Regions from separate parts of the Mus musculus genome. Here all the other regions are linked to region 2. Evidence: chromatin contacts called from public promoter capture Hi-C data. All regions are on one chromosome and are shown on one strand. Each heading gives the region's core, a stretch centred on a gene start, on an enhancer-like site or on the middle of the called end of the contact. The rest is flanking DNA. Distances are from core to core; before and after follow the strand shown. Region 1 holds the start of Tango2 (transport and golgi organization 2). Region 2 holds the start of Eif4g1 (eukaryotic translation initiation factor 4, gamma 1). Region 3 holds the start of Eif4a2 (eukaryotic translation initiation factor 4A2). Region 4 holds the start of Dgcr6 (DiGeorge syndrome critical region gene 6). Region 5 holds the start of Septin5 (septin 5). Region 6 holds the start of Tbccd1 (TBCC domain containing 1).

The links. Promoter capture Hi-C pulls out the DNA fragments that hold promoters and counts their contacts.
Region 1: a contact with region 2 is called in a promoter capture Hi-C map of liver, with 4 times the contacts expected there. The contact joins the promoter of Tango2 here to the promoter of Eif4g1 in region 2. A contact is called at or near these places in 2 of 39 promoter capture datasets (liver and pre-B cells).
Region 3: a contact with region 2 is called in a promoter capture Hi-C map of pre-B cells, with 4 times the contacts expected there. The contact joins the promoter of Eif4a2 here to the promoter of Eif4g1 in region 2. A contact is called at or near these places in 3 of 39 promoter capture datasets (the C10 cell line, cranial neural crest and pre-B cells) and 1 of 115 datasets of contacts at active chromatin or transcription factors (thymic regulatory T cells).
Region 4: a contact with region 2 is called in a promoter capture Hi-C map of liver, with 3 times the contacts expected there. The contact joins the promoter of Dgcr6 here to the promoter of Eif4g1 in region 2. A contact is called at or near these places in 3 of 39 promoter capture datasets (hippocampal neurons, liver and pre-B cells), 1 of 115 datasets of contacts at active chromatin or transcription factors (astrocytes) and 1 of 9 other capture datasets (adipose tissue).
Region 5: a promoter capture Hi-C map of pre-B cells shows a contact between it and region 2, with 6 times the contacts expected there. The contact joins the promoter of Septin5 here to the promoter of Eif4g1 in region 2. A contact is called at or near these places in 2 of 39 promoter capture datasets (cranial neural crest and pre-B cells).
Region 6: a contact with region 2 is called in a promoter capture Hi-C map of liver, with 3 times the contacts expected there. The contact joins the promoter of Tbccd1 here to the promoter of Eif4g1 in region 2. A contact is called at or near these places in 3 of 39 promoter capture datasets (liver and pre-B cells).

The regions. Positions count from the first base shown.
Region 1 is chr16:18,342,302-18,345,404 of GRCm38.p6, reverse strand. It overlaps Tango2 (transport and golgi organization 2), which reads left to right and starts at 1,495. Exons shown (of 9, transcript NM_001359109.1): 1 at 1,495-1,607.
Region 2 is chr16:20,671,304-20,674,319 of GRCm38.p6, reverse strand. It overlaps Eif4g1 (eukaryotic translation initiation factor 4, gamma 1), which reads right to left and starts at 1,593. Exons shown (of 33, transcript NM_145941.3): 1 at 1,444-1,593; 2 at 359-452; 3 at 6-92. The coding sequence starts at 418.
Region 3 is chr16:23,106,182-23,109,263 of GRCm38.p6, reverse strand. It overlaps Eif4a2 (eukaryotic translation initiation factor 4A2), which reads right to left and starts at 1,796. Exons shown (of 11, transcript NM_013506.3): 1 at 1,444-1,796; 2 at 631-676; 3 at 413-545; 4 at 5-144. The coding sequence starts at 1,472. It overlaps Snord2 (small nucleolar RNA, C/D box 2), which reads right to left and starts at 311; the gene lies at 244-311.
Region 4 is chr16:18,064,901-18,067,771 of GRCm38.p6, reverse strand. Dgcr6 (DiGeorge syndrome critical region gene 6) reads right to left here and starts at 1,369. Exons shown (of 5, transcript NM_001289814.1): 1 at 1,173-1,369; 2 at 916-1,076. The coding sequence starts at 1,282.
Region 5 is chr16:18,628,596-18,631,397 of GRCm38.p6, reverse strand. Septin5 (septin 5) reads left to right here and starts at 1,460. Exons shown (of 12, transcript NM_213614.2): 1 at 1,460-1,590; 2 at 1,737-1,747. The coding sequence starts at 1,548.
Region 6 is chr16:22,856,277-22,859,306 of GRCm38.p6, reverse strand. It overlaps Tbccd1 (TBCC domain containing 1), which reads left to right and starts at 1,638. Exons shown (of 8, transcript NM_001081368.2): 1 at 1,638-1,962. It overlaps Dnajb11 (DnaJ heat shock protein family (Hsp40) member B11), which reads right to left and starts at 1,462. Exons shown (of 10, transcript NM_001190804.1): 1 at 1,198-1,462. The coding sequence starts at 1,265.

The DNA.
Region 1 (3,103 bases), core at 246-2,745, 2.3 Mb after region 2:
TCATAGTCTCCGGAGTCTGGTCATGTTTGCAAATGATTTCCTTTAGTTCTCAGGAGGAATGCTGGTGAGGCTGTGTGAGAGAGGGCAGAGCTGTGACTGGGTCTGGCTACAGCCTTGCTTTCGCCTCTCTGAGTTCCAGTTTTCTGCAAAACATCAGCATTGAAGTTTGGGACCATGGCACCTAGATCGTCCAGGCAGCTAATGCCACTTGGCATTTTTTTTTTTTTTTTTTTTTAGATTTATTTATTTTTTTTTTATTATATGTAAGTACACTGTAGCTGCCTTCAAACACTCCAGAAGTCAGATCTCATTACGGATGGTTGTGAGCCACCATGTAGTTGCTGGGATTTGAACTTCGGACCTTTGGAAGAGCAGTCGGGTGCTCTTACCAACTGAGCCATCTCACCAGCCCGGCATTTTTTTTTTAAATCAATTACATTTTATTTTGTGAGTATATACCACAATGCACATGTGGTGATCAGAGAACAACATAAAGGACACAGATCTCTCCTTCCACCATGTGGATCCCAAGGATGGAACACAGGTGGCCAGGTTTGACAGCGAGCATCTATACCCAGGCAGCTATCTTGCTAGCCCTTTATTTTACTTCAAGTGAATAGCTTAACTGCTCTGAGCAATTATATTTACATCTCTCAAGTGGAGTGAATGAGAACTGGGTATCAAGTCAACTGGGTTGAGAGTCTGTAGTACAGTATCATTGTCTTTAATGTGGTTGTGATCCTTGTACTGAGTACTCACTTTGGGGAGGACCTCTGATGCTCCCTCCACCTTAGCGATGGATGCTCAAGCCCCTTACACAACCTGATATTAACAGGTACAGGAAGCCCCCAGTGATTGTCCTGGCCCTGTTCTAAATGTCCCAGTCATTGTCCAAACATAGCTCAAGCATGGTAAATTCCTCATCCTTGGGGGTCTGGACTCACAGAACAGCCTCTGTGACTTCTTAAGGACTATGGAAGGCACGGTGGAGCAGAAGTCCGTGTTCTGTGTTGTTTTTTAGTGCAGGGAATACAATAGATGAGAAGTCAGAGGCCAAGGATACAGGCAGTCTAGTAAGACTTGGAGGCGACAAAGGGAGGGGAGGGCTATCTGGGACAGATGATATGGTCTAGAGATAAAGACCAGGACTTTGTCTAAAGGGGGTGGAGGTGGGTCCAGCGCCTGAACCGGGCGGGGTGCAGGGTCTCACAGAGATAACCCACAGGCTGAGGAGCTGTGGCTGCATGAAAGGACCAGATGCCCACACAGCTCCAGCCTTGGTGCATCGCCAGCCTTGGTGCATCTCCAGTCTTGGTGCAGCTGCGGGGGCGGAGCGCTATATCTCTAAGCGACAGCACATACGGCCAACAAGGCCGCGGTTCTGGGTTCGATGCTCCGCCCTTCGCTGCTGCGCCCAATAGCGAGCGCTCTGGAGGCGGGCCGGGCGGGTTCTGGGCTGGAGGCTAAAGCCCGCGGGTGCGGCACCCGGAAGTCGGCGGCGGCGGAGGCGGTGAGTGTGCAGCGGGTGGCTGGGGCTAGCGGGCTGCGCTCCTGGCGGGGCTGACCCAAGGTCGGGCGCCGGGCTCCTGGAACGCGGTCTGGATCAGGTTGGTCGAGGACGAGGCGGTCCGCCCCTTCTCGTCATAATTCAGTTTTCCCTTTCCAAGGCATTAAATGGAAACTAAACGGCCTGCTGGTTCGGGACTCTAGTCTGACAGACCAGACCAGACTGTCTCTGATAATTGAAAGCAAAACCCTCACGGTACTGGAAGATGTTTCTATTTATCCCTGTCAGGATTGGGTGCGGGGAAGGGTCTCGGCAGCAGGGGCAGACTTGCTGTGTAAGAGGCTAGATTGGCGGGACAGAGAGCTGCATGGTTGTTGCAGGGTGAAGGGCTGCAGTCTCCAGTGTCAAGAATTACTCTGGAGCCTAGTCATGTCGCCCCTCTCACTCTGAAACCTCCGATGGGGCCTTGGGCTTCACAGAATGTCAGAGTAGACAGCAAGTGCTGGGTCATTCTTATGCCTGATATGGGCTTTACTGGGCTGGCGTAGTGAACCCTTGCTCAGAACGGGAGGACATTGCGTGTAGGCTGCATCCAGGCCAGGTCTGGCCCCACTCTAGGCTCATTGGCAGCTGAGGTTTTGCTTGTTTGCCTCTTGGACAGTGGACAAGGAGGCCCTGATGTTGAGATCCATCCATGTACCCTCAGCATCTTTCCTATGTTTCCTTCTGCCCGATAAGTCATGTCTTTAGAGTGCACCCTATGCCCTTGCAAATGCCTTGCTCAGCAGACCTGTCTGCTGTCTGGGCCTGCTGACTACCGTTTTGCCACTACTAAGCTCAGCCATCTTCTATGGGGTAGATGTGACAGCTATAAGGGACAGGTGAGAGACATGTCCTCTAGACAATTTTTTAAGGTAGTTTCATTAGTCCAACCTTGTACATAGTGAAGTAAACTCTAGCCAAGGAGGCATGTGTTTCCAAGGCTGCTGCAAGCCAGGGTGATTGGCTTCCAGGCCCGTGCTTCTTCCCCTTTCCCTGAGACCTCCTGGGTCATGTGGTCTGCTGGAGAGGGTGACTGTTCCCAGATAGAACAGAGCCTCTGCCCCTCCTCCAGATTCCTAGTGTTGCTGCTGGGATGTGAGATGCTGTGGTGCTCACATCTCTTCAGGTTCCCCCACATGGTCCCCAATCCCACATTTTCATTTTACTTTTGTGTCTTTATTTTACTTTAAGTGTTTGGGGGACACATGGCAGAGGGGCCCAGCTCCCAGCTGTCAAGTCAGCAGCCTGAGAATTTCCCCTAGTTTTAAGGACCTAGTCTCAGATCACACCAGGCTTTGATGATGAAAAGAATTCCAGGCTAGCCAGTTTAGGAAGCAGAGTTGGAGATTGTGTTAAAGATATTTAAATAGAGGCTTAAGTATGAAGATTAGGCACAAAAGAGGTGCCCAAAAGAAAAAAGTAAAACATACTTCAGAGCTTGGGCTCGGAGCTTCTCCGCTTCTCTGATGCATCTCATTGAGTGAGGTTTAAAAGTCCTGTCTTATTCATGGCTCCTAACTAGGTTCAAAGTCAAAAGTTCAGCCCTGGGAATAG
Region 2 (3,016 bases), core at 344-2,843:
CTCACCTGGCGGGGCTGAGAAGGCGTGTTCATTTGTGTCGCTTGAGGCGTGCTAAACACCACCGGTGCAGTCTGCCCCGGGGGAAACGCTGGCTGAAGGGGAGAGACCAGAGTTCAGCAAGAGGGGAAGCCTGGGTGGGGCTTAAACCCAAGCTGGTGAAGTATGGGGAGCAGACCTGTAGTAACAGCCTCAGCAGTCCACATGTTCCCTCCCTGTGACAGCCCCAGGGACAGCCAGGGGCCCTATCTCAATTTGGCAGCAGGCAGCTGCACTTTGCCCTGACACAGATGGGGGTGGGAAAACTGGGAGCTGCGTGACCTCCACCCCGCCGGAGTCCTGATCATTTAGCCTTGATTACCTGTGGGAGTCCAGGGGACCTGGCGGGTGGGGGGCCTGTGGGCTGGGGAGCTTTGTTCATTTCATTTGGTGCCACATTAGGGTCCCCCCAGCACCTGTTGGAAAGAGCAGAGCTCGGAACGAGGAAAGGACCCAAGCTTATGGCAAACGGGCTGGGGGAAAGGTTGTATCAAGAGCTAGGGCCAACACGGATTAAGGGAGGTGCCAAGTGAATGCAGAAACAGAAAACATACAGCCTGAGGACCCCACCAGCACACTGCAACACCCTGACCCCACCCTTGCCTGCTCAAACAGCCCCCTCACTCACCCCCTCGGTTAAGAATAAGTCCACAGTGCGGCCTACAGGTTCTGGGCATCCGAAGGCCTGGGGTTGGGAGGTGAGGGGTATCAACCTGGCTCCACGGGGCCCAAGACCAACCAGACCGGAAATTCCAGGTCTTGCTGGCACCAGGCTCCCGGATCACAAATGAAGCCGGCTGCTCCGGCCGTGATATCCCCACCCCCCACCCGGGGACACCGGGTTCGAAGCCTGCCGCGGGGCACTCGCGCGGGGCCGGAGAGGCCTGAGGCCGCCCGGGAACACAAGCCAGGAAGGGCGCGAGTCCGGCCGCACCAGCAGGGCGGGCGGCGACCGCCGCGAAAGCCGGCTCGGGGCAGGCGAGGGTCGGCCGCCGGGCGGGGCTGGGGGCTCCTCCCTGCCCGCCGCCGCCGCCTCCCAGCTCTGCGCAACGCGGCCAGTGCCAAAGAACAACGTGTCACTTCCCGGCGGCCGCCCGGGCCCCGCAGGGGGAGGGGGTGGCGGGTTTGCGCCGCACAGCCTGCGCCGGGCCGCGGCCCAGGCCGGGCGGAGGTGACTGTCTCGCCGCCACCCCAGCGCCCTCCCCGCCCGGGCCCTGCTCCCCACCCCCACCCGGGCCCGGCCCGGCACACGTGGGCCGGGGATCGGCCTGGCGAGTAGGGCCTGGGCGCAGGCTCGGAGCCGGGGCGCCGGGGCGTCGGCGCAGGGTGGCGGGCCCCGGCCCGGATGGCGGCGGATGCGGGGGGAGGGGTGGGGGGCCGGGTCGGGCCCGGACATGGCGGCTTTACCTTCAGTCTCCTTCAGTCCGCGCGGCCGAGCCCCACGCAGCCGCACAGACGTAGTCCACAACCATTTCCGGCTCCCCGCACAGATCCCGCTCGGCGGCCACCGCTTCTCCGCAGGCGCAGCCAGCGCCCCACGTGACCGGCGCAGAGGGCGGAGCTGCGCTGGCGCCGGGGAAGCACATGGGATTTGCTCCGCCCCATCACGTGACACCCACTGCCCGCCCCCGTGTCCCCTCCCGAACTTTGGAACTCCCAGGCCGACCCCCTCTGAGGCTCTGGCGGTTCTTTAGTTCATTCATACTTTGCGCAAGCATTTATTGAGCGCGTGAGTGCTAAGTGAAGTGCCGGCCTGGAGCTCAGAGTGCGGAATCTAAAAAGCAGTCCTGCCCTAGTAAGTGTAGTGTGCAAATTATGCAGCCTCTGAAAATGCTATAGATTTGATCTTTGATAGACCTATTAACAAAGGAAATTCAATATTGCACCAAAGAAACTGCCGCAATCTAAAGAAGCAATTTTACTTTTGTTTTTTTAAAAAAATCAGTTGCTCCTAGGGAAACGCAAAAGTCAACATGAAAACTTTGGAATAATGGAAAAAGGAATCCCAAAGCTGTACGTGTGCTGACTGGCTAAGGCAGGGAATCAGTTACCATAAGCTTTAAAGTAGGGAAATGTCACCAGGCAGTGGCGAGCCACGCCTTTAATCTCAGCATTCCAGAAAGATAGGCAGGTAGATCTCTGAGTTCAAGGCCAGCCTGATCTACAAAGCAAGCTCCAGGACGGCCAGAGTTACAGAGAGACCACATCTTGAAGATTTCTGAGATGGTTCAATGGTTGGCGCACTGGTTGCTCTTTATTGCCTGCTCTTCAAGAGGATCTGGGTTTACTTCCCATAACCCATAAGGCAGTTCATGTCTGTGTGTAACTCTGATTCGTTAGAATTCTGCCCTCTTTTGCCCTCTAAAGGCACCACATATGCATGTAGTGCACAGACATATGAAAACAAAACATTCATACACGTAAATATTTAAATTTTAAAAATAGGAAAATTTGAACTGGGTGGTGGTAGTCCACACCTTTAATCCTAGTACTCCAGGGGCATAGGCAGGAGAATCTCTGTGAATTAAGGGCTAGACTAGTGTAGAGAGCTAATTCAGGACAGCTAGGGTTACACAGAGAAACCCTGTCTCGAAAAACAAAAAAAATAGCCAGGCTGTGGTGGTGCACGCCTTTAATCCCATCACTTGGGAGGTAGAGGCAGGTGGATTTCTGAGTTTGAGGCTAGCCTGGTCTACAGAGTGAGTTCCAGGAGAGCCAGGGCTACAGAAAAACCCTGTCTGGAAAAACCAAAAAAAAAAAAAAAGAGTTGTACTCTATTGAACTGAGCATTTGAGCATTTAGTTAGGTAGCAGAGCCTTTCCCACTGGCCTTTCTCCCTCTCACATGCTACCTCCTAGCATGCATTATATCACAGAATTGGTGACCTAAGTGAGGGGGGCAATAATGTAAACTTCATCACTGTGCTACCAAGAAAGCAAGGCTACAGGGTGGGCAAATGCGGGCACAAGGATCCTCTAGA
Region 3 (3,082 bases), core at 547-3,046, 2.4 Mb before region 2:
ATACCTGTTGAGCCAGTTCTCTGGTGGGGGCCAATACTAGTGCTTGGGTCTCCTTGAACTCAATCTCCAACTGTTGCAGGATGGAAATAGCAAATGTGGCTGTCTTGCCAGTACCTGACTGAGCTTGAGCAATCACATCATACCCTAAAAAAAGTAGGATACATATTTACCGATCCCACATCAAATCGTTACTTCTACTATACACCATGTATTCCAGTTGGAACATAAAGTTACGCCCACATAAGTGATCAGCAAGAGTATTCTCTTCATTTCAGGTCAGTCCCGAAAGATGATTTGCCATCATTTCACTTTAAGGAATACAATCAGGTGCTAGTACTTCCCCAAAGGTCACTTTCCCTTTTCCGGTCCATGTATGTGCAGAGCACTTATCCTAACGGCAATAGAGTTTTACCTTTAATACAAGGGATAATAGCTCTTTGCTGAATAGCTGAAGGCTTCTCAAAACCATATGCATAGATGCCTCGAAGAAGGGACTCCTTTAAATTCATATCATCAAAGTTATCAACAATTTCATTCCAGTTGCTCTGTAAGTTAATAATGAAACTATGAATAAGACATGAAAAAAAAATGTACCTTTCCAAACCTTTAACGTCCACACCCACTCCTTACCTCGATGACACCATCGGGGTCCATTCCCTCTGGGCCGCCATGTTCTCTGCTGACAACAACACTGCAGTTAGACATACTGCTTCCAAGCCACGCAGAGACCCTTAAAGGGCCCTTCCACCCCGTACCTCATTCCCCTCCGCGCCCCTGTGCTCTGCTGAAAACGCCTCAAAACCGGCCGCAATGCTGCGAAGCGCCATTCGCCCTCCCCAACAGCTTGGGACTTGGACCCCTAAGTATAGACGCCCCTTTACTCAGTGCCCTAGGACCAGGCCCTCCCGCTTGGGAAGCGAAGCTCTCGCGAGTGCTCCGCGCGCCGAGCTCCGCCCCTAACTCTGCGCAAGCCGGCGTGATTGACGCCGAAAGGCCCAGGCAGGTCCATGCCAACGGCTCCGTCGCTCCGTTTCACGGTCCAGGGTGATCGTCCCCTGGCCGTCCAATCTCCCATCTCGACAGAACCCTAAGAACGCCAGCTCGCGCCACTGGCCGCCAATAAACCTTCGGGTCCCGGTTACCCGCCCCTAAGCAGTCTGCGCCACGGCTCCGCTTGCCATATCCCGTACGGGGAGGGGCAGCAGCCAAGATGTCACAATGTGTCCTAAGAAAGGGCATCCTTAATACTCCGTTCTTGTATCCGTCCTGTCTCCCCAACATCTGGAGTCTTACCATCATGGAAGCTTCTCGAAGGGCACAAGGAGAAGTGTGTGCCCTAAGAAAAAGCCCGCATACCTGCAGTGTGGCCGCCAAGCAACCCACCTCAACGCGGGTCCTAGTGACCTTGACTACAGGCCACCGGCCGCCCCGGGAGCGCCGTACCTGTTGTAATCCGCGGAGCCACCAGACATGATCCGAAAACCCACTCAGCGCCCGACTGAAAAGACAGGCGGACGGCGCCGCCCGTTTTTTATAGGCTCGCGGCCGGAACCCGTTTCTCGCGGAGGAATTTCCTTATTCCCCTTTCGGAAGCCACAAAATTGTACTCCTGGAGTTTGTTACCGGAGGTGAAGCCCTACAGGAGTCGATGACAAAATCCACATTTCACTATTACTTGGTATTACAGCGTTCCCGGAGATCCACGAATCGGGAACGGGTCTGGGACTCTTTGCTTTCGGCGGAAGAATATTGCAGCAGCGCGACCGCGCGCCGCGCTCCTCGGCCGCCCTGCTCCTACGGGGTTTCCGCGGCCCTGCCGCAGAGGCCGGCGGAGCCCTGGGCGCTTAGGGCGGAAGCCGGTGGCGCTGTTCGCTGGCGGGCGGCGTCTCCAGGACGCAGCTCCGGGCTACCTGCGCGTCAGCGTGCCCTTGGTCCGAGCCACCGCGTTCCGTGCCGGAACAGAATAGGGTTACCCCGCCCGTTCTCACTGCTGTTTAATGTGACAGGAAAGGGCTACCTGGCATTTCGCCCAGCCATTTAATATCCATTCAGATCTGGAACGTGTGAAACCCCTGCCACGGAAAATGTCGGCCACCCAGCACATCCTAGGAAATCCAGTTTGCAGTTCTATTTTTGTAAGACGAGAAGCACAGTGTGTAGTATCATTAACAGATGTCCCTAGGGTGGTGATTCGATTTTCATCTCTTTCTGGTCGGTCGTCTTCAGCTCTGGCTTAAAAAATAATGCTAATAATTTCAACCTAACAGGTGCGAGAAATGACTGATAGAATCACTACCAACTTGTGCAAAGGACCTGTCATTCTTTGTAACACAGAAATGTAAATGGGTGCTTCTGGCAGACTCAGCCCTAGCACTTCAAGAGCTGATTGTCTCTTCTGGTAAAACAAAACAAAAACAAAAAACAAAAACGATTTTAATCATCTAATATTGCCTTACTGAAATTGAGACAATATAGTTCGTATTGCTCGTAATAAACTTGCATGGCTGCATAAGCCTAGACGTTTCCAGTCAGCCACAACTCGAGCCCCTTGCAAAAAAATATAAGATATTTAATCCTTGAATTTTAAAATATGAAAGTATCCTGAACACTCAAAAATTTTTCTCATTAATTCAGAAGACCAAAGACTGACTAACCAGAGAAGGAAAAGGCTCAGTTTGGTAATTTACGAAAAGTATTTGGCTCTAAAAAGATTAAATTAGATTAAATTGTATTTGTTTATTTATTGAGTGTGCACCTCAGCGCGTGGAAGTCAACGGACGACTCTTAGGAGTTGATTCGTCTCCTACTACTTGGATCCCACAAGTGGGTCCTGGGGATGGAACTTAGGTCAGCATGCCCTAAGGCCAGCATTGAATCATCTTGCCAGCCCTATGTGCTATCCTTACTCAAAAATAAAACCTGTACTTATTTGGAAGTTATTGTGTCAGAAACTGTTACAAAATGATGACAAAATAGAGACCGGGTGTGGTGACATGGACTTTTAACCCTAGCACTCAGGAAGTGGAGGCTCGTGGATCCCTGCAAGTCTTAGAGGGTTCAGGCCAGCAAGGGCTATATAATG
Region 4 (2,871 bases), core at 120-2,619, 2.6 Mb after region 2:
CACATGGTGGCTCACAACCATCCGTAACAAGATCTGACGCCCTCTTCTGGTGTGTCTGAAGACAGCTACAGTGTACTTACATATAATAAATAAATAAATCTAAAAAAAAAAATTATTAAAAAAAAAAAAAAAAAAAAGAAAAAGCACAGCCACTCAAACATTTGGTGAAGAACTAAAGCTCTCGGAGAACAAGAGACTTCTCAACACATTCTGAGGCATTACCTTCATCCCCACACAAATATTACAAGATGCATTCCTAGAATACAATTCCTTTCTGGGATTTAGAAATCAATGTCTCACGAGAGTAACAGCAAAACCATCTGATCATCTCCACAGGAACTGCAAAAGATTTCAACAAAATCCAACACCTATCTCTAATGGGAAAATCCTGTCTGGCAGCACACAGGCATTGCCAGAAAGGCAGAGTATGTTTGCATGTAAATGTAGCCCAATATAGAAAACCTGCTTAGCAGGTGAGAAGCCCTGGGTTCAGTCCTCAGTTTCAAAATCCAAAGCAATAACAAAGCCCAAAGATCTATAACGTAGCATGGGGACATCGTCACACTATTCTTTCCTAAAATGTTTGAACCGAGTCAAGCTTGAACAAATAAAATGGAAAGGAGATCTGATGGTACAACGGAAGATGCCTAGTATAATTTATAGGAGGAGGTGATCAAGCCTGATACTCAATGGGAAGGTGCTGGAATAATGGATTATCTCTGTGGTAGCACACAGCTATCAACAGACCTACAAGCAGCGAGGTCCATCAAGCCTAGGAGGATGTGGGTACTCTAGGGAACGCGAGTAAGAAGTTTCTGGACAGCAGACTAAAAGGATCAGCATGGCTCTGCACCCCCTGACCCGAGGCTCCCGCGGCTAGGGACGCCCTAGGGAAGGTCCCGTCGCCCCCTGCACCTCGGTGTTCGTTCTGCAGCCGCAGTCTCTGGTTGTAGAGGCTCTTCTCAGTGAGGTGCTGAATCTCCAGAAGACCCTGCACGATTTCAAACACCGTTCCGTCGAGCAGCGCCAGGGCCAAGTCGCTGAGCGTGGTGTAGGACAGGCGCTGCTGAAAGGAGCTGCGGGTAGATCGCCGGGTGAGCGCGGCCGCGGCCCTGGCCCCGGCTCCGGCCCCGGCCCCGGCCCCGGTCCTCCCGCCGCCCGTCGCCGCGCACCTGGGCAGCTCCTTGACCAGGCTCTGTAGTGCTGACAGCAGCTGGTAGTGCCGCTCCTGCTGCCGGGCCCGATCCGCCGCCTCATCCCCGGCGGCCGCATAGCGGTCCATCGCGCGGTTTACCGCGCGGTCCCCCGCCGCCCCTCTACTCGGTCTCCTAGGGTGCCCCGGCGCGCCCCGCCCCCTCACGTCATTCTCCAGCGCGAACGACGCATGCGCCCCGCCCCTCCGGTCGGTCTCCGGCCGTTCACCGTGGTGCGTCAGGCACAATAAGACGCGCTCCACCCACCAGGGAGACTGCTTGTAAGCGCTTTGTCCTAGGGAGAAGAAATAGGGGCTCGCTGAGCTCCCAAGTGGTGCTGACCTTGGAGGTGCGCGCCCAGGGCTCTGCATTCTGGTGTTTTAAAGAAGCAACTCTGGCCTGCTGGGTGTTTTAAAGAAGCCAGTCTGGCCTGCGCCTAGTGTGCGCAGACTGAGGCCACTGGAAGCTGGACACTCCCAGCGGGTTGTGATCCACCCTGGGGGACCTCAGGAAAACAGTACGGAGGAGAGCCAGCTTCTCTTTAGGGTTCTTATTCTCATTAATAAAAGACTTTAGGACAATTTTATTAGCGTTAAAGGATACCCCACCCCCACAAGGAAACCTCAGCGACTGCCTGGAAGTGGAGAGTAGATGAGAAAAGAGTCTTGTGAAGTTGAATTCATGCTGGCTCAACAGTCCTTTACCTACTGAGCCAGCCCCAGCCCCTGACAGTGTCCACATTCATAATTTAGTTTGCAGCATGAATAAGAGAAATGACACCTTCCTACAGCGTTTTTTTAAATAAAAATTACATTCCCTGATGTGCCATCTTTTTCCCTTTTATTACTATTTTAAAAATATAACTCTGTTGAATCATCCTGGTTACTTTCTTTTTGTTTTCCCTTTTGCCACGATAAGCTCTGAAGTAGTGAATTCAGATCTGGGTAACATAAATTACAGTGAAGAAACCTTGTGAAGTTTGAATGCAAATGACCCCATAGCCTCAGATATTTGGAAACTTGGTCCCCAGTTGGTGGAATTACTAAGGAAGGATTAGGAGGTGTGGCTTTATTGGAGAAAGAGTGTCACTGAGGGCTGGTTTTGAGATTTTAAAACATACACCATCCATACATTCTCTGTCTGTCTGTCTGTCTCTGTATGTCTGTCTCTGTATGTCTCTCTACCTCTGTCTCTGTGTCTCTCTTTGTCTCTCTCTCTCTCTGTGTCTCTGTCTGTCTCTTTCTGACTCTCTGTCTCTCTGTGTGAGTGTGTCTGTCTGTCTGTCTGTCTGTCTGTCTGTCTCTTTCTCTTGTCTCATCACTACCAGCACCACCTCATGCTTTTGAATTAAGATATAAGCTATCAGCTACTTCCCCAGGGCCATACCTGCCTACCTGGCTGGTGCCATGCTCTCTACCATGGTGGTCCTGGAGTCACCTTCTGAAGCTGTAAGACCCCCAACAAACCCTTCTGTAAGTTGCCTTGTTCATGGTGTCCTCGCAGCAATAGAAAAGCCTCTGAAACACCTGTGCATGGAGAAATAATTTGCATGAATAAATATACTCCAAAGTAACTGTAATTTAATGTTGACAGTATACCAAATTATGGTGAATCATTTAAATCAGACATTTAAAAGTCACGATCTGCAGCTGGGGATGTAGCTTAGTTGGTAGAGCGT
Region 5 (2,802 bases), core at 211-2,710, 2.0 Mb after region 2:
TCTGACCAGCTGCACGTCTCCACAGCCGTTTTACCCAAGTCGAGGGCTCATCAGAATTGTTTTATAATTTATTCCTCTTCTATACACAAGCTTCTTTCCCCTCTCCTACACTTCCCTCCGGGCCAAGGCAGCCAAGCACAACCCCCTAACTAGAGGAGACCAGGAGTGTCCCTCCCATCAGTGCCCCAGGGAAGATACTTCCTTTTCCCCCCACTTTGTTTCTGCCGTTGGAGTGACAGTAACAGTCAGCTCAGGCTTAATGTCCTAGCTTTCCTTCGTGGGTTTCTCCAGACTCAGAACTGGCAAGCTCAGAAGTCCTGACATTGTGTTTCTGTCCCTGCCTCAGACTGCACATATTCCTCTAACAGAGTTCCAAATTCCCCCAAGAACGCCATGAAAAAAGTCACTGGTGAAGCCAAACCTAAGAGATGTGTAGACACTTTTACTTCTACATTGTTTTATACACAAAATGATTAGCACTTGATCACGTGTGAGTGCCCTCTCTAGATCCCAAAGATGCACCACAGTGTGTCATATGCCCCATCTGATCCTTAGGCTGTAGAAGAAAGATTTGGACAATGGAACATCCCTACCCTGGTCACAGACTCTCTGGTGAGGTTTAAGCCACCACCTGGGATGTGACAGTAACACAGAAGTTATTCACACCGTGGGTCACTTAGTCCTATCAACTTTTTGAAGATTCAGAGTCACAGCATCTTCATGCATAAATGTGGCTCTGAGCATGGACTTGTCTTTATGTGTCCCTCAGCCCCCTTCAACCCCTCTCCAGGGGGGTAGCTGGGGAGAGCACAGATCACAGAAAACCGGGACCAGAGCTGGAGCAAGGAGGGCTAAGGTGGCCTTCGGATTGTGTCCTTCTAGCCATACACCTCAAGTACTCCCATCTTACAACCACACCCTGCCTGCCGTGTGCTTTCCATCTTGCCCAGGCGTTTGTGTGTGTCCAGTGTAGAATGCCTAGCACCCAGCAGACTGCAGGAGAGCTCGGGTTCTGGACTTGTGCTCAATGTACCAAGGGTAGGGCTCCAGGTCTGCCCCTTCCAAATGCTTCTTGATGGGGTGAAAAAGGGGTCTTTATATCACCTGAACTCATTCATCGGCTGCATGAAGCACAGTCCTGGGACATGCTTTATAGAATGGCCACTCGATGGAAGGTCAGAGGCCCAGGAACCAACCGGCTTCCAGCGACAGCCAAGGGAGAACAGAGTCTAGGCCTGGGCTAGATGACAGGAAGGGGAGGGGGCGTTCCGGACGAAGCCGTGGGAATAGCCCGGCTGCACTCGCGCGGCCGGGAGAACCAAAGGCCTGGGGGGAACCACAGCGGGACGCCTCAGTCCCCGCCCCCACCGGCCTCTCCGGGTCGCGCGTGGGCGCGGCGGGCGCCGATTGGCTGGCGGGCGCGCGGGCGGGGCGGGTGGTGGCGGCGCGGAGGGGCGGGTCACCCCTCAGCCGGCCTCGGCCTCCACCGCTGGTCGCCGCGCCCCGCCCGCGCGCCCGCCGCCACACGTCCCCCGCCGGCGGCCACCATGAGCACAGGACTGCGGTACAAAAGCAAGCTGGCGACCCCAGGTGAGCCCAGAGCCTGTCCGCGTGCCCGCGCTCCTTTGTCCCCGCCGCCCGCCCGCCTCTCACCGTCTGTCTCCGTCTCTCCCCTGCCCGCCGGCCCGGACCCTCCCGGACCCGCCCGGACCCGGATCACGACCCGGACCATGCAGAGGACAAACAGGTACTGGCGTTGCGCCGCTCGGCCGGTGGTGAGATCGGACCGGCTGTCACCCATTGTGGCACCGATGCTGGTGGCGCCCAGGCGTGACCCCGCCCCCGCCGGCCGTCACCCAGTCCTTTGGCGTTAATCGATTGTCTGTAGGGGCAGCGCCGCTGCTCCTGGGGCTACGGAGGGGAAGTGTAGGCACTGCGCTTGGTTCCCTGACCTGTATAGCAGCGGCCTAGGCACCTCCCCAGAAAGGGAGGCTGGGATAAGGGCCTCTCTCCTCTAGTCCAGGGCCAGCATCCCCTTTTTAACCTGACCGGAAGGCCTCGTGCTGGGGGTCCTGGGTGAGGCTGTAGTTATGACAGGCCAGGAATGGGGGGGGGGGCCCACCAGTCTCCTGAGCAATACCATGGGGCCTCTGCTTCATGCCCATGCACCTTTGGGTGTCTCTCTTCTGTGCCTAAATTTATGCTCACTAGTCTTTGGCAGAGCATCTTCCAAGACCTGGAACTTGCAAGGCTCCCCATCTGAGTCATCCTAGCACTAGCCCTCCAAACCTTGAGTACAGCCAGGCTGTGGCCTTCCAGAGGGGGGCTAGCCTGATTTCCCCACCCCAGGGAAAGTACCAGCCTACCGGGTAACCTGTGAAAATCCAAAGGAGCTGAGGGTTGTGAAACCAGAGTGCTGTGGAAGTGGGTGACCAAAGGGATGTCCTCTGTGGCTTGAGCTAGGCCCTGTTTGAAGATGGGGTGGGGGAGGCCCAATTCTGACACCAGAAGGCTTCAGCAAGCCTTGCTGGGGATGGGTGTTCTCGCCTAGCATTGGACTCCAGAGTACTAGACCAGAGTACATCATCAGACAGAGCAAAAGCAGCTGGCAGATGGGGTGAGCCGGAGAGTCACAGTCTCCTGGCAGGGACATGCCCCGCCCAAGGCTGATGAGACTCACTGGGAGGGGCTCCCCCAGGAGAACTGCCTCCCCATCCCAGTAAGCCAGACAAAGCCCGATGGGGACACATGCTATTGTGTAAGGGAGAGGGGGGCCAGAGGCTAGGAAGGCAAGGACCTAGG
Region 6 (3,030 bases), core at 389-2,888, 2.2 Mb before region 2:
GGGTACTCCGTGGCTTAATCAAACAAGAACAAAACAATAAAGTGTATGTAAGAAATGTCAACTTTGAGAAATTTAAAGTATGTCACAAAGAAGAAATGATAAGATTAAAGCAAACAAAACAAAACAAAATAAAGAAAATAACTTTAAAAGCTATGCTAAGCAGTGAGTTTCCCATTATGAACAACCTATAAATTGTCAAAATCTGACATCTATGAGCTTTTGGTGTGTTTTTATTTTTGCAGTTATGTATATATTTGAAATAGCATGTGATATAGGCCAGGCAAATCTGGAACTCAGTCGATAGCTGAAAATGACCTTGAGTTCTGACCCACCTATTTTCATCAGCCCAAAGAAGGGATTGAGGGTGAAGGCATTCTAGAACACAAGTCCAACATACCATATCCTAAGTCACCACATCTATAGGGTCGTGCATGCATTTAAATGCTGGGAGAAACTTTAAGCCTGCTCTTTCTCCCTGAAAGTTGGCACAGTTATCCCTGATTTCAGGAACTTGACACAGTTCCTTCAAGCTTGTAGGATTCCTAAGAGTGGCATGAGACTAGAATCCCAGTTTTTATCGCCTGTTAGAGAACTGTTGTCACTCAGACCATCCAGCTCAGGAAGGAACCATGGTGAGAGGCAGCGAGGCAAGAAGACAGTTCAGGTTCGTTAGCCCAAGAAGGTGGGAAGTACAAGGTCTCTCTAAAGTGTCTTGCTGCTCTCTCAAGCCAACTTTCTTCAGTCTGAGCTTGGCTTCCTTTCTTGCTCTCCTCATTTGACATGGCATCATGGCCCACCCACTTTAGTGTCAGCCTTTTGGAGGCTTGTTGCAAACTGGGTAACCCACAGTCCCACTCTGGAACTCAGACGTCAAGGACGTATCTATAATCTCAACCCCAGCTTGACACTCGCTTCCTTCATTTCCATCAAGAGCCTCATCCCTCAGACGTCCGCCTCCCTTCTTCTGCTCACAGCCACTTAACTCCCTCCAATCCCCAAACGTGGTATTTGGCTCTGCAACCAACCCCCGCTCTTCCTGGGGGAAACCTGGCCCTGCACCGCCAGCCTGGCCCACACTACCCCCTTGTCCCTCGACCCGGCAGTGCCCCTCCCTCACTCCTCGATGTCACCCGCGTCCTTCTCAGCAAGGGCCGCCCCTCGGCCTCTTGCTGCACGCGCGGGAGCCCCCTTCCTCACCCGGCGATCACAGTCCCGATGAGGTACAGCAGCAACAGGCAGAAGGTGCTCAGGTTCTGCGGGGCCATGGCGTCCCCTGGTCCTACCCTCTCAGCCTCCGGTGCCGCTGCGTCGGCTGACCAGCCCTTCCGGCCCAGGGAGGCCGCCTCACGCCGGGGTCTCTCTCTTGCCCGGCCGCGGAGACAGGTAGCGCGCCCCTTCCTCAGCTGCCACCTTCCGGGAGCCCCAGAGCCGGCGAGCAGCCAGGCGTGGGCCAATCGCCGCCGGGGACATCACACGCGGCCGCCACTCCGCAGCCAATCAGCGCGGTACACTTCACCTCCGAGGCGGCGCGGGAAGCCAATCAGACAGCAGAACAGCCGTCGTGTCCGCCGGCCAATGGGAAGAGAAAACGTCAGAGGTTCGCGCCGCCCGGAAGCGGCTGAGAACCGGAGAGAGTTAGGAGCCGAGAAAGAGCGCGCTGCTGTAGGAAACCCGAATGTCCACCAATCGCGAGGCTCCTTCCCGATTCCGACCAATTGCTTGAGAGAGGTCTTACTACCAGTCTGGAAGCTACGCCATGTGCACACGTGACTTGCGAGCGCTCACCGAAGTGCAACCCCAGGAGGTGTCAAAGTACGTGGGGCGTCTTGCCTGGGGATAGGCTCTCCCAGTACTAACTTATTACAGTCTCGCTACCGTGGAAAAGAGGGACCTGGTACCTTGTAGAGACGCCGCCATAGAGACCGACTTAAGTTAAGATTCGGCTTCCAGCACTCCGTAGCGGTGAGGCAGCCCCATCTCCACCCCACTTTCGAACCTGTTTTCTACAGAACTAAGGCAAAGCGTTCTCTGGCAGTGTTGGGAATTAATTAAACTTTTTTTTTTCCTGCAAGTTTCCTAGCAGAATTGCACACAGCAAGCATGCAATCAATAAAAGGCACTAGAGCTTGTTCATCGGTTGCTCTTTTCTCCAGTTTTGTTTACCTCAGACAACTAGTTGTTTAGGACAGCTTCTCAGCTTAGCTTCCTGCATAACCTATTCAGATTTTTATCAGTGAACCGTAATGTGTGCTTGTCCACTATAGCTCCACCTCTGAGTCATAATTATCTCCTGCTTGCAAAGGTCTCATAACCGATCTCCCTGCCTCCAAACTTCATATCTTGATACACTATTTTAAAGTTCCTCTGCTCTCCACCCTATGATTGTGTGCACTCGGGAGCGCACTAGGGAACCTGGAGATCACAGATTAGACTAGGCTGGTGGACCCAGGAGCTCGAGAACCGTCTCTGTCTCTTGAGTGCTGGGAATCCAGGACGTTGTTGTTGCAGTTGCTACAATGGGCGGAATTCAAGACCCCCTGTTTGTATGGCAAGTAAGTGGCAAGCTTTATGGACTGAACTATCCCCAGCGCACTCCCGCTTTTTAAAAACTATGTCAAATCATCCTCTCCTGCTTAAAACCTTTAGTGGCTTTTCATTGCACTCAAAGTAAAAGGCCAAGTCTATGGTAACTTACAAAGCTGTCTAATTTAATGATATATATCCTCACCTATTAAATATCGTAGCATGTTCCAGAATAATCAACTCCCTTCCTTTTAAAAATGTTTCATTGTGTATAGTCATTGTATATGGTACTTTCTTGTATAGTCAAACTGTATAATGTATATATTTTTACCTTTTTCTCTCTGTGCTGTTATTCCTTTTGTTTCTCTAGGTGATTTGGCATTGCCATATACACATATGTGATTTTAAGTACCTATATAAAATCTAGGAGCCACACATTGAGATAAAACATGTATTTGTTTCTCTGAGACAAGATAGTCATCTAGACAAGATAGTTATCTCCAGTTA